2 separate regions of the Sus scrofa genome follow, and region 1 is linked to region 2. The links are chromatin contacts, called in public Hi-C maps. All regions are on one chromosome and are shown on one strand. Each heading gives the region's core, a stretch centred on a gene start, on an enhancer-like site or on the middle of the called end of the contact. The rest is flanking DNA. Distances are from core to core; before and after follow the strand shown.

Region 1 (6,869 bases), core at 2,007-4,506, 57 kb before region 2:
CATGGGAACTTCCAACAACTACCTTTTTTTATAAGTAGACTGAAGAATATGATTGTCATTGGGGCCTTTATCCTGTGACCTTATGCTTCCAGATGTCAGTGTGCCCTTCTATGTGGCCAGTTTTTTGGGTTTTTTTTTTTTGTCTTTGTGTTGCTAGGGCCGCACCCATGGCACATGGAGGTTCCCAGGCTGGTGGTCCAATCAGAGCTGCAGCTGCTGACCTACGCCACAGCAACGCAGGATCCAAGCCGCGTCTTCGACCCACACCACAGCTCACGGCAACACCGGATCCTTAACCCACGGAGTGAAGCCAGGGATCTAACCTGAGACCCCATGGATGCTAGTCAGATTAATTTCCACTGAGGCACAACGGGAACTCCCTGTATTTTTAATCAGTTTCTGTTCCCCAAATCAGAAAGTCCAGGTTGTTAAAACTGGTTGGGCGGGTTGCCATCTGTGTGGCAGGGTTGGCATGGGGGCTTCAGGGCCAGACTGCCTGGGGTCCCATCCCAGCTCTGCTATTTGCTGCTGGGTGAACCTCAAAATGACAGCCTCTAGGCATCTCAGTTACTTACCTGTAAAATGAAACTCTAGAGCACTCACCCCAAGATTATTGTGACAGTCAAATGAGATCAAGTCAGACACACCATGCTTAGTACAGGTCGCTGTTTTAGGACGATGTTGCTGTTCCATTGAAAAACTGAGGTCTCTGCCGAGCCAGGGCAGAAGCTGGTGTAGACTCTAGATGCCTCAGCACCCAGGGCCTTTTTAATTTCTGCTAAACTGCATTCGAGGTGATGAGTTACCTTTCATGTTTTTGTTAGGTGGTTTTGTTTTTTAAGATAAGTGAGGGGTTACTAATTAAAGGATACATACACTACACTTGGACTTAAGAACTCTGGGCTCTAATTCAATTCCAAGATCTTTTTTATGAATCTGATAAATCTCAGCAAACCACTCCTAGGATTTTGCCAAGAAGACTCAGGGGCAAGTAGGCACTTTGCTCATGGGCTGACCCCAGGCCTCCCGGGTAAGTTAAGGATGCGACTGTCTCCCACCATGGGCTCCTGATGCCCTTTCTCCGCACGCAGGATGGGCTGTACGAGTGTATTCTTTGCGCCTGCTGCAGCACCAGCTGCCCGAGCTACTGGTGGAATGGAGACAAGTACCTGGGACCCGCAGTCCTCATGCAGGTAAGGTGCTCCTTCGTGACTTCCAGAGAAGCTGACACTCAGGCTTCCAGAAATCCAGAAGGACAGTGTATTGTCGGAAACCACACACTTTGGGGGGCGATGGTGTCCTTCGTTGGCATCCATTACAAACAGGGTAACTGGTGGCCTCGCCTTCATTTGGCTTTAGGTAAATCTGGGGCTTCATCTGCAGAATGCCTTCATTTAGCATGGCGTAGTGGGGTGGCGGCTGCTGGCACACCATGCCTTGCAGATGCTTAAAATGTCGCCCTGCACCACTGGCCCTCCCCTGCCTCTCACAGGGGTTTTCGATGACATGCAGGCAGGAGAGAAGGAAATTGCATTGAGTGCTAATTACCCAGCTGTAAGTTTGGCAGTTGTTTTCAGGCTAGTGAAAGCTTGCGGTACTGGGTTTAGGGCTTACCTGGGGAAACGTAGCATTGCTTTTCATTGCCTTTCACTCTTTGTATGCAGGTCACTGCAGAGAGAGTCGCTGCCTTCGTGCCCGAAAAGCTTATACTTTTAGATTTGTGGTTAGTGCTTTTTATAGGCTCTTAAGAAACTCAAAAAACAACCTCTTGTTTCTCATTTTCCCACAAAAAGAGAAGTTCCGTGGTTGTGTGACCACTTAGCAGTACTGATTCCTGGCCAAAGTAAAGATGGAATAATAAGGTGCATTCATCTTGGTGCTTGTATGGATGATCGAGCTGCTGGGAAACATAAGAGTCCTCTCAGTAGCACTGCTGAAGCAGGCCCACTGACCAGGAGGTTAATCAGGTTTCAGCTGGCTGATCTCAGGCTTCTGGGATGGGTATACTGATTGAAGGAATTAATTAATAAGTAGAATAGATACCTTTTGCTTTTTAGGGCCATAAGCGCAGCATATGGAGGTCCCCAGGCTAGGGGTCGAATCGGAGCTACAGCTGCCAGCCACAGCAACGCCAGATCTGAGCCGTGTCTGCGACCTACACCGGATCCATAACCCACTGAGCGAGGCCAGGGATCAAACCCACAACCTCATGGTTCCTAGTCGGATTCGTTAACCACTGCGCCACAACGGGAACTCCTAGAACAGATATCTTTACACGGGTCTGCTAAGTTATCAGTTTACTCAGAGACAGTGAGTAGATGCTATGAAGACAGGGGGTCAGACGGTACCGTCCCTGCCTTCCCTCATTCGTGATCGGGGGGGGGCAAGCTAAGCAGCCCCATGAAATTGGTAGAAGACGACTCCTGATGGTATATAATTAAGCACCAGGGACCAGGTGCATGTGGTTCAAAGGTTTGTGGGGATCATCAATCAAAATGATCAAAAGCTGTTACAAAACGGTTGGGAGACTTTCCTTGAAAGATGACAAAGAGTGCGGAGACGGCATCTGAGCTGAGAACTCTCCTGTTCTGCACACCTGCAGTTTGAGTTGGACCAGAGGGCTGCTCTGGCCAATTAAAGTTTTAACAGCTCAGCTCACCAGTCCCCACTTCCCCAGGCCTATCGCTGGATGATCGACTCCAGAGATGACTTCACGGAGGAGCGCCTGGCCAAGCTGCAGGACCCGTTCTCTCTGTACCGCTGCCACACCATCATGAACTGCACGGGGACCTGTCCCAAGGTAAGGCGAGCAGAACGCACTGTTATCTCAGAGTGAGCCTGGGGGCTGTCGGTGCTTCGTTGCAGGGAACAGGCTCTTTCAGGACCCCTGAAGAAGGGCTTTTAGGTAGGGTTCCCATGGGCGTGGCAGAAGTCAGGGATGCCACGGGGATCCAGGCACAGGCAGCTATGGGACCGAGTCCCTCTCCCAGCCCCGAGGGCTCCGTGTCAGCATCGCTGCTGGTCTGCTCTGCTCCCTAGCAGCAAGCCTGTGCTTTCTCTCTACTCTGAGTCTTTGCTCTGACTCAGAGCTCATCCTTACTTAGCTTTCACTCCCTCTTCCTATTTAGACTTCCTGCTTCCCGGGCTCACCCCGCCTGCGGCTTCAGCATCTGCCTGTCTTCCTCAGCATTTCTCAACTCACATTCCTCGGAGGGAGTCTCATTGGCCCAGCTCAGCTCTCCGCGGCCGCCAGCGCTGGTCAAGTGCCAGCGCTGGTCTGGCCAAGTGGGCGGGGAGCAGCCAGGGCTGCCCTTCAAGCCCAGACTGTGGGCAGAGCAATTTCACTTTAAAGGTGCAGTGAGCAAGCAGGCAGTGAGATGGGAAGTGCTCAGCCAGCCAGCTAGCAGTTGTTTAAAACAGAAAGCACAGGCAGCATATGCTCGCAGACATGAGCTCTAGACTGTTTGAAGGGCCCTCCCTTCCCCGGTCACGGTCGTCTCATGTGACGTTGGCCCTGGGGTCGGCTGTGAGGCCTAGTGGGGTCCCCACCAGTACAGGAGGGCACTGCCTGCATCCCTGCCCAGCCTCTGCCTGTGCGCTGGGTGACTCCTGAGGCGAGTTATGCCACTGAAGTCTTAAATCAATGCCTGGCACATGGTAAGCGCTCAGGAAAGGGGTGCTGGGCCCAGTTGAGCCAGTTAATCAGAAGACAGCCTCTCTGAGGCTGAGGCCTGGCTTGTGTATTTGCTCAAAAGTTCCACAGAGGGAGTTCCCGTCGTGGCGCAGTGGTTAACGAATCCGACTAGGAACCATGAGGTTGCGGGTTCGGTCCCTGCCCTTGCTCAGTGGGTTAACGATCCGGCGTTGCCGTGAGCTGTGGTGTAGGTTGCAGACGCGGCTCGGATCCCGCGTTGCTGTGGCTCTGGCGTAGGCCGGTGACTACAGCTCCGATTCAACCCCTAGCCTGGGAACCTCCATATGCCGAGGGAGCGGCCCAAGAAATAGCAACAACAACAACAACAAAGACAAAAGACAAAAAAAAAAAAAAAAAGTTCCACAGAGGATCCTGAGGTCTGGGCCTGGGCCTGGGCCTGGGCATGAACCTCTGCATCGCAGAGGGCAGCAGACAGATGAGACACTCAAGAACGGACCCTCTCTGGGACCTTGTCTGTGTCCCGCCCTCCCGTTCTATAAAGCAGGGGTGGATGCTGGGACTGCAAGGCTAGACATGGGCCCACATTGAAATAGAAGGGACCTTGAAAATCATCAAGTGCAACCCCTTTTACAGATTAAGAAACTGAGCTCATGAGTGGGGGGCTGGGAGGGCACTTGCCAAGGTCACTCTCAGGTTGGGGGCGAGGCAGGGGCAGGGCTAGAAGCGGGCCATCTGCCATCCTGCACCAGGACTAGGTAACATCCTGTCACTGACCGTGTGAATCTAAAACCCTTTTGCTGAACTGGGGCGGGGCAGGGGGGCTGAACATGGTTCAGCAGCGTTGACAAGGAAACACTGTGGAGGGTCTTCCTCCTCCCCCAGCCCCAGCCCCTCCCTGGAAGCAGGGGTGTCCCCAGCTTCCTGCCTGCCCTCTCAGAGTTTACGCCACATGCAAATGTGTCCTTTGTCATAGTCGCCTGTCTTTTGAAGAATGTCTTCTCTCTCCCTTTCTTTCTCTCTGACGATCTCTCTTTCTTTCCACACCGTAATTTCAGAGTTGGCCTTTTAAAATGAGGGGACCCTTCCCTAGCCTCAGATGAGTGTTTGTCTAATTTTACCAAATTCTAGGTTACCTCCCTTCCTCCTTCAGGGCTGGCATTCATTAGGTTCAATGACTGAACCTCCTGCAGAACAGATGTTACAGCTGTGGGGCCAGACTGCAGCTGACCCCGGTGCTGCTGGCCGGTTGACCCCTACGGTGCTCATGAAGGGTTAACACAGGGTTGTTTTTCCCACATAGCTTTGACACTGGTAGATGCTGACTTCTGGTAATGATGACTTAATAATACGGTAATGATGTGAAACCTTTAGAGAGATCTAGCTTTTTTTTTAGCTGCCCCTCATCACACAGAGTTCGGAGGCCAGGGATCAGATCCAAGCTGCAGTCACCACCTAAGCCACAGCTGTGGCAACACCAGATCCTTAACTCACTGTGCCAGGCCAGGAATCAAACCTGCAGCCAGTGCTCCCAAGACGCTGCCAACCCCATTGCACCACAGTGGGAACTTTTTTTTTTTTTTTTTTTTTGCCTCGCCCACAGCATATGGAAATTCCCAGGCCACGGATCGAACCCGCACCCCAGCAGCAATTGGAGCCACTGCAGTGACAATGCTGGGTACTTAACCCCCTTAACCTCCAATATCCAGCTAATTTTGACACTGTCTGTAGTCATAGAAGGGACAGCTCTTCCCTGGGCTCACTTACCTGCTACCGTGAGCCTCACCAGCAGGACTCCAGTGAGACAGGTCTCCTACCAGGGAGAGCTGGCTGTTTTCAAATGTCTAAAAGTGGAAATAGAGCTCTTAGGAGCTCCCTGGTGGCTCAGTGGGTTAAGGATCCATAGTTGTCACTGCTATGGTGCGGGTTCTGTCCCTACTCTGGGAATTTCCACATGTCATGGGCATGATGAAAAAAAAGAAGAGAGCTCTTAGACCAAGAGCTGGCTAAGATCTGGGACTGGACTGGATTTGCACTCACTGTGCTTTGACCCTGCACCAGCTAAGGCAGGAGTTGCAGCCAAGGTCATGGGGTTCTTCCATTCACTTCACTTACCATTTGGTTTTTTTTTTTTTTTTGGTCTTTTTAGGGCTGCACCTGCAGCACATAGAGGTTCCCAGGCTAGGAGTCTAATCGGAGCTACAGCTGCCAGCCTACACCATAGCCATGCGGGATCCGAGCCACATCTGTGACCTACACTACAGCTCACAGCAATGCCAGATCCTTAACTCACTGAGCAAGGCCTGGGATCGAACCTGCAACCTCATGGTTCCTAGTCGGAGTGTTTCTGCTGCACCATGATGGGAACTCCCCCTACCATTTGGTGTTGATTCTCTTCTCTTTTTTCAAGGGGCTGAATCCAGGGAAAGCTATTGCTGAAATCAAGAAAATGATGGCAACCTACAAGGAGAAGAAAGCTTCAGCCTGACTGTTCCCAACCTAACGTGACTGTAACCAGCTCAACTGAACGTTAATTTACATCTAATTTGAGTTCCTTCAAAGGTCTTTGATTTTCCACAAATACTGCATGTACAATAAAAATTTTAAGAAATAAATGTTATTCTACTTTATTAGCAAAAAAAGCAAGCCTGTTCCTTGTACTTGCTGCAGACGGAGGTGAATGTGCCAGAAGGAGTCTTTGTCCTTGAAGAGGGGGCCAGGGCTCCAGAACTTACCCACACTGGGAGGTGGATACTTTGGGTCCAGGCGTAGAATTGGTGTCACGCTGGACGACCTTGGGAAGTCCCTTCCTTTGCTGTTGCATTTGGCCATCTGCAAAATGGGCATCTTAACAGGCCCCCCCTCGGCCACCTGAGAGTGGTAGGAGAGTGCCAGCACTTGCTCTCAGTGCTTCTTTGTATCTCGTCAAGCAAGATTACAGCTGCCTCCAGCTCAGCTCTGAACTCCAGTCAGCTCCACGAGTGACCTCCAGAGACCTCTCCCGGGAAGCAGGAATTCCCACCACTGCAGCTTGGCTCAGGTGATTACTACTAACGTGGTAACGCCACCAAAACACTACAAAGGTTCCTCAAGTTAAAAGTGGAAACCCCTCAAAATCCCCAAGTTTCAATCCCCTGTAGACAGTTCACATATTTCCTTCTGGACTTCTATATCATTACAAATGTGCAGCATATGTAAAGTTTTTTTCCTTCAAAAA
Region 2 (6,924 bases), core at 1,866-4,365:
GAAGATGATGGGCAATGACAAGGGGGCAGGGTGGACAGAGATAGGGCGGCACCTGGAGGTCAACATGGGAACTGCAGGATAGGAGGTCAGCCTGCCCTTAGCCATCTTCCTGCCTCTGCCAACATGACATCCAAACTACCCCATAGCTCCATCAGCACCCAAAGGACCCAGAGCCTCCATCCCCTCAGAGTAAAGCCAACATCCTTGTAATGGCCTGAAAGGACTTGCTGAGCGGGTCCTGTGTCCCATGGCCTCCCCTCCTACACCTTTCCACCTCGCTCACTATACACTCCTGCCACTCTGGAGCCCTTGCTGTTCACACTCAGACCTTGCCACTTGTCTTCATTCTCTTCTCCATCCTTCCCTTACCCACAACCCCCTCAGTAAGGCTCTCTCTGTCTCCCCTTCAAACACCCTAGCCCAAGCCTTGGCCTTATCTTCAAAAAATGTATTGGGATAAGACACACATAACAAAATGTGCCTTTCTGACCACCTTTGAACACATAACTTATCAGCAGTAATTACATTCACGCTGTTATATACCACCACTCTCTGGGGGTTTTGTTTTTTTGCTGCATCCAAGGCATGCGGGAGTACCCAGGCCGAGGATCGAACCCACACCACAGTTATAACCAGAGCCATAGCAATGACAACACCGGATCCTTAACCCGCTGGGCCATGAGGGAACTCCGACCACTCTCTGCTTCTAAATCTTTTCCATCACCTCTACTATGGGTTGAATTTTATCTCCTCAAAACTCACATGTCGAAGTCCTAACTGCCATGTCTCAGAATGTGACCTCATTTGGAAATAGGGTGGTTACAGACGTCATTAGTTAAGACAAGGTCATACTGGAAGAGGGTGCACCCCAATCCAATATGACTGGTGTCCTTATAAAAAGGGGAAATATGGCGTTCCCATTACGGCTCAGCAGTAACAAACCTGACTAGGATCCATGAGGACACAGGTTTGATCCCTGGCCCCACTCAGTGGGTTAAGAACCCAGCGCTGCCGTGAGCTGTAGCATAGGTCACCAATGAGGATTGGATCTGGGTGGCTATGTCTCTAGCTGCAGCTCCCATTCGACCCCTGGCTTGGGAACTTCCATATGCTGCAGGTGCGGCCCCAAAAAGACCAAAAAAGGGGGGGTGGGGAATTTGGACACACACTCAAGGAGAACTCTGTGTGAAGACTAAGGAGATGCTGCCATAATCAAGGAACTACCAGAATCTAGGAAGCCTGGAACGAATTCTTCTCTGATAACTTCAGAGGAAGCATGGCCCTGCCGACACCCTAACCTTGGACTTCCAGCCTCCAAGACAGTGAGACATAAACTTCTGTTGTCAGAGTTCCTGTCGTGGCACAGCAGAAACGAATCCCACTAGGAACTATGAGGTGGCGGGTTCGATCCCCGGCCCCGCTCAGTGGTTTAAGGATTCGGTGCTGCCATGAGCTGTGGTGTAGGTTGCAGACGTAGCTCGGATCTGACATTGCTATGGCTGTGGTGTAGACCGGCAGCTGTAGCTGATTGGACCCCTAGGCTGGGAACCTCCAGATGCCATGGGTGCGGCCCTAAAAAGCAAAAAAGAAAAAAAAAATTCTGTTGTCTAAGCCACTCAGATTGTGGTACTTTTCTATAGCAGCCCTAGCAGATGAACACAATCACAAACTCTGTAACCAGTAAGCATACTCCTAATTCTTCCGTCCCCACACCTCCTGGTAACCTCTAATCTTTTTCCATCTCCATGAATGTCACTTCTAGATTTTTTTTTTTTTTTAACAGCTGCACCTATGACATACGAAGTTCCCAGGCTAGGAGTCAAATCAGAGCTACAGCTGCAGGAATAGGCCACAGCCACCACAACACAGGATCTGAGTCACATCTGGGACTTACACCATAGCCACGGCAACACTGGATCCTTAACCCACTGAGAAAGGCCAGGGATCAAACCCGCATTCTCATGGATACTGGTCAAGTTCTTAACTCACTGAGCCACAAGAGGAACTCTGAATACATTCTATGTTTAATTTATATATCACATTCATTGTCTGCTATTCCAAAGCCTAGACCATAAGCTCCATAAAAGCAGAAACACCTGTCAGTTTTGTTTACTGCCCCATCCCTACTACTTAAACTGTACCTGGTACATAGCATGTGCTTAATATATACAGTAACTGACTGACTAATGTGATCCTGGGGCTAAATCTCTGGATTTGAAGAGACAACAACCCAATGTCTCATAGTGAATTTCCCACAGTTCTAAGATTCTGCAGATTCTATTTCAGGCCCAGGAATCAAGGTGAGATTGGGGTCAGGATGAGACAAGATGAAGGCTCCTTCTTAAAAGGCTGCTTGCGCCTGCTGAAGCACAATGCTGATTTTCCCACCGTCATCCACGGAGCCTCAGCAGCAGGTGGGGGTAGGAGGCTCTCTTCTGAGGAAGTTTCTGGAAGGGGGGAGGTGCTGAGTGTCTGTCTGGGGGAGACATGGGGTCATAGGCCTGGTATGGAGGGGTGTGGAACCAGCAACGGGAGAATGAAGAGGATGAAGGGCTGATGGAGAGAGGGCAGGCATCAGTTACAGAGGTTGGAGACTCAAAGACTTAGAGGAGTTAAGGGCATTAAGAAGCGACATCCGGAGTTTCTGTCGTGGCTCAGTGTTACCGAATCTGACTAGGAACCATGAAGTTGCGGGTGGATTCTGGCCTAGCTCAGTTGGTTAAGGATCTGGCGTTGCGGTGAACTGTGGTGTAGGTCGCAGATACTGCTGGGATCCCAAGTTACAGGTCGATTAGACCCCTAGCCTGGGAACCTCCATATGCCGCGGATGAAGCCCTAGAAAAGACAAAAAAAAAAAAAAAAAAAAAAAAAGAAGCGACATCCTCTATCCTCCACGCCCTTTAAAAAGCAGCAATCTAGGGTGTGCGGATCCACCTCAGCGAGGGGGCGTGGTCTAGTGGGGGCCAGAAAGGGTCGCAGGGGGCGTGGCCCAGGCAGGCGGGTCTCAATAAGGAGACAGGGAGGGGCTGAAGGGGCGGGGTCTGAGACTGGTCATCAAAGGCGGGGCAGGTCCGCCAAGGGCGGCCTCTTAGGCGGCACCGAACTAGACCCGAACTAGACCCGCTGACCCTCCCCGTCTCTGCGCGCTCACTCACCTCCCGCAGGCGCACTCCGGATGGGGGAGCCCAGCGCGGGCCGGGGGGCCGGGCTGGGCACCCCGCCAAGGCCCAGGCCCCGGCGCAAGGCAGAGCGCAGGCCGCCCAGCTGGGCCTCAGCCGCACGCCGCTGCGTCTCTACGCGGGCCAGCTCGGCCTCCAGGCCTTGCGCCCGGCCGTCAGCCGCACTCAGTCTCAGCCCCAGCTCGCAGCCTCAGCCCGAGCAGCCTCCAACTTCTGTTCCAGGCTGCGGGCGTGGTCCAGTTGCTGCTTCTGGGCGCCGCGTGCCTCCTCCAGGGAGCCCAGCAGGCCTCGTTCGCGGGTCCGGAACTCGCCCTCTTGCTCCTGCAGCTTCCGCTGGGCTCCCTGGAGCTGGGGAGGGGGCAAGGTCAGGAGGTGGGTGTCATCAAAGCCGCCCCCCAAACCAAAACCCAGCCTCCCAGGCCCTGCCTGGAGCCCAGGGGCCCACAAGTGGCATGCATGACACCTGTTCCATTAGTGGTCTCCACCCATGCAGGGCGTGCAGGAACATCATGCATGGGAACACTCATGGGAGTGTAGCAGGAAACTATTAGAATTTGTTTATCTCTTCCTTCTGTATATATGACTTGCAGTGTAAACTAACAGCTAAGGCTTATAAAGATAGGCATTATTGGTGCCAGGCACTAAGTACTTTCCTTGCCAAGAATCAACTCTGATTGATGACTGGTGATTCTACTATGAATCATCTTTATTTTAAAGATGAGGAAATGGAGACCTGGGGCAGTTATGTAACTTGCCAAAGGCCACAGAGCTAGTAAACTGAGAGCTTGGTTTCAAAGCAGGGCACCCTGGCTCCAGAGCCTGTTCCCTGAACCACTAGACTACACTACCTTTTCAGTGCACGTAATTTATCAATTTAAAAACAAAAAGGGGGGTGGGATTTCCCACCGTGGTGCAGTGCCTTTAGGAATCTGACTGCAGGATTTCCTGTTGCGGCTCAGCGGTAACGAACCCAACTAGTATCCATGAGGACTCAGGTTTGATCCCTGGTCTCTCAGTGGGTTAAGGATCTGGCGTCGCCATGAGCTGCAGGGTAGGTCACAGACACAGCTTGGATCTGGCATGGCTGTGGCTGTGGCCAGCAACTGCAAGCTCTGATTTGACCCCTGGCCTGGGAACTTCCATATGCCCTAAAAAGCAAAACAAACAAACAAACAAAACAAAACAACTCACTGCAGCAGCTCCAGTTGCTGCAGAGGCAAGGGTTAAATCCCTGGCCTGGAGCAGTGGGTTAAAGGATCCAATATTGCCACAGCTGCCACACAGGTCGCAGATGCAGCTGAGATTCAATTCCTAGCCCAGGAATTTCCATATGCCAGGAGCTCCCATATGCTATAAAAATAAATCAATTAATCACAATGAGGGGAGGCACTAAAAAATTATTTACTAGAGTTCCCGTCATGGCACAGCAGAAATGAATCTGACTAAAAACCATGAGGTTGTAGGTTCAATCCCTGGCCTTGCTCAGTGGGTTAAGGATCTGGTGTTGCTGTGAGCTGTGGTGTAGATTGCAGACGAGGCTCAGATCTGGCGCTGCTATGGCTGTGGCGTAGGCTGGCAGCTACAGCTCTGATTCGACCCCTAGCCTGGGAACCTCCATATGCCACAGGTGCGGCCCTAAAGGGCAGAAAAATAAAAATAAAAAATAAAAAAATAAAAAGTTATTTACTGATGAAGCGCATGATGGCCGCACACACACCCCTCTGGTTCAGAGAATAAGTGGACCTCTCGTGGTTATCAGGTTCACTGGGAACCATCTAGGGAGCAACCCCTGGATGCCAAGATCTGCACCAAGGCTTGGTATACACCCACTGCTGTGCCATCCCCCAGCCCATGAATGCTCTAAAGCACAGAGAGACTGAGTGACTTAGTCCAGGCCACACAGCAAATTCACTACCAGAAAAGGCAGTGTGGAAAGAGTGAGGGCTTTGGAGTCAGACAGGTCTGGGTGGCTGGGTGACCTTGATTAGACTCTGGGCCTCAGTGTCTGGTTCTCTCTGTAAACTGGGACTAAGCATACCTACCTCCTGAGGCTGCTGGGAGAATCAAACAAGGTTCTATCTATAAGGCTCCCCCCGTCCCTGCGACACAGTTTCTGTAACTGCTATTGCTGTTATTATACCTGGGCAAGAAGCTCAAGGATTGAGGACAGGGACAGGACTCAGGGAACGATCTCAGAATGACTCTGGCACTGGAATCCCCCCTGCTTCCATCAGAAAAGGCGAGGGGCAGCGTGACAGCCTCTGAGGACCCTCTTCCTCTAGGCAGTCTGCCTGAGGTCTAGTTACCTCCTGCCGCACAGCCTCCAGGCTGGCCTCTCCCTTCAGCAGCTTCTGTCGGAGGCCCAGGGCCTCCCGTCTGCCCTCCTTTTCTGCCCGCTCGCCAAGGGCCAGGCGGCCCTGCAGCTCCACCAGTTCTCTGCCCAGCCTGGTGTTCTCGCTGTCCAGCATCTTCATCTGTGAGACAGAGGGGGCACAGGTAGGACCGAGGACCCATTCTCAGCACCCACAGCCTCTCCTAGCCCAGGGTGTGGGTGAGTGCCCACAGCTTCCAGCAGCAGCCTGTCTGGCTCTGCCCCTCTACCCTGCCCAGTCCAGACCTGGCACAGAGGGAACTCAAGACCCATGGCTCTAGGAACACATACACTGAATGCCACCTCAACCCACTGGGAGCCTGATAACTCCATTGACCTTGAGCCGTGCCAGGCACCTGGGCACCAGTGACCTCCGTGTACCATCTAATCATAATTACCTACCATAGAGAGTCGGGGTAGGGAGTGCAGAATCCCTAGGAGTTCTGCAGGACAGGAACTCTGGGTCATCTTTCACCTCTGTAATGACGCCTAATGTTTATGGAATGCTTGCCATGTGTCCAGCCCTGTTCGAAGCACTTGACTCATATTAATTCATTAGTTTGGGGTAGGTACTAACATTACCCCTATTTAACAGACAAAAAAACTAAAGCTCAGGAGTTTCCTGGTGGCTCATTGGGATAAGGACCTGGCATTGTCATTGCTGTGGCTCAGGTCATTGCTGTGGCATGGGTTTGATCTTTGACCTGGGAACATCCACATGCCACAGGCACAGCAACCCCCAACCCCAAAATAAGATAAAATAGAGGGGGAAAAAAAAAAAAAAAACACCCTGAAGCTCAGAGATGTGAAGTGACTCATCCAAGTCACACAGCCCCCTAAGCAACAGACTGGGATCTGGTCTCAAACAAGTGGAATCAAAAGTATGTTCTAGGAGTTCCCATCATGCCCTAGTGGAAACGAATCTGACTAGTATGCATGAGGCTGCAGGTGTGATCCTTGGTCCCGTTCAGTAGGTTAAGGATCCGGTGGTGCCATGAGCTGTGGTGTAGGTTGCAGATGCAGCTGAGATCTGGCGTTGCTGTGGCTGTGGTGTAGGCTACAGCTCCAACTGGACTCCTGGCCTGGGAACCTCCATATACCGTGGGTATGACCCTAAAAAGATTAAAAAAAAAAAAAAAAAGGTATGTTCTAGGCCCTTTTTCGCTGGAGCAGGTGGGGGTGAGGCCTACCAATCCCCCAGAGCTGTAGTCAAGGGAACAGGAAAACATGCTATGGCAGCAAAATGCCCAGCAAGAGCCTGGCACACAAATGTGAGTTCCTTTCGGGAATTCTGTGGTTTCCCAGGACCTCAACCCGACAGGAGCGGGCCTGGGTAGAAGGGTCCGCCAGTGGGAGGTGGAGGGAATTGGTTAT

Evidence for each region. Hi-C and Micro-C count contacts between places; a contact is called where the count stands out from the background.
Region 1: a Hi-C map of retroperitoneal adipose tissue shows a contact between it and region 2, with 1.9 times the contacts expected there. The contact joins two enhancer-like sites. A contact is called at or near these places in 28 of 47 Hi-C or Micro-C datasets (adipose tissue, alveolar macrophages, blood and 14 more) and 2 of 2 datasets of contacts at active chromatin or transcription factors (alveolar macrophages and skeletal muscle).

What each region holds. Positions count from the first base shown.
Region 1 is chr6:75,647,633-75,654,501 of Sscrofa11.1, reverse strand. It overlaps SDHB (succinate dehydrogenase complex iron sulfur subunit B), which reads left to right. Exons shown (of 8, transcript NM_001104953.1): 6 at 1,092-1,193; 7 at 2,678-2,800; 8 at 6,063-6,140. The coding sequence ends at 6,140. Among named protein-coding and RNA genes, the nearest start is that of ATP13A2, 12 kb to the right of the region's middle. Within about 2 kb of position 3,256, at least 39 of the 83 cell types and tissues checked have an H3K27ac peak or open chromatin away from gene starts, as enhancers often do. A contact at or near this core is called in adipose tissue, omental adipose tissue and retroperitoneal adipose tissue, where this site is marked.
Region 2 is chr6:75,590,557-75,597,480 of Sscrofa11.1, reverse strand. CROCC (rootletin) reads right to left here. Exons shown (of 39, transcript XM_003127643.4): 26 at 5,486-5,653; 27 at 3,368-3,527; 28 at 3,156-3,365. Among named protein-coding and RNA genes, the nearest start is that of MFAP2, 22 kb to the left of the region's middle. Within about 2 kb of position 3,115, at least 22 of the 83 cell types and tissues checked have an H3K27ac peak or open chromatin away from gene starts, as enhancers often do. A contact at or near this core is called in adipose tissue, omental adipose tissue and retroperitoneal adipose tissue, where this site is marked.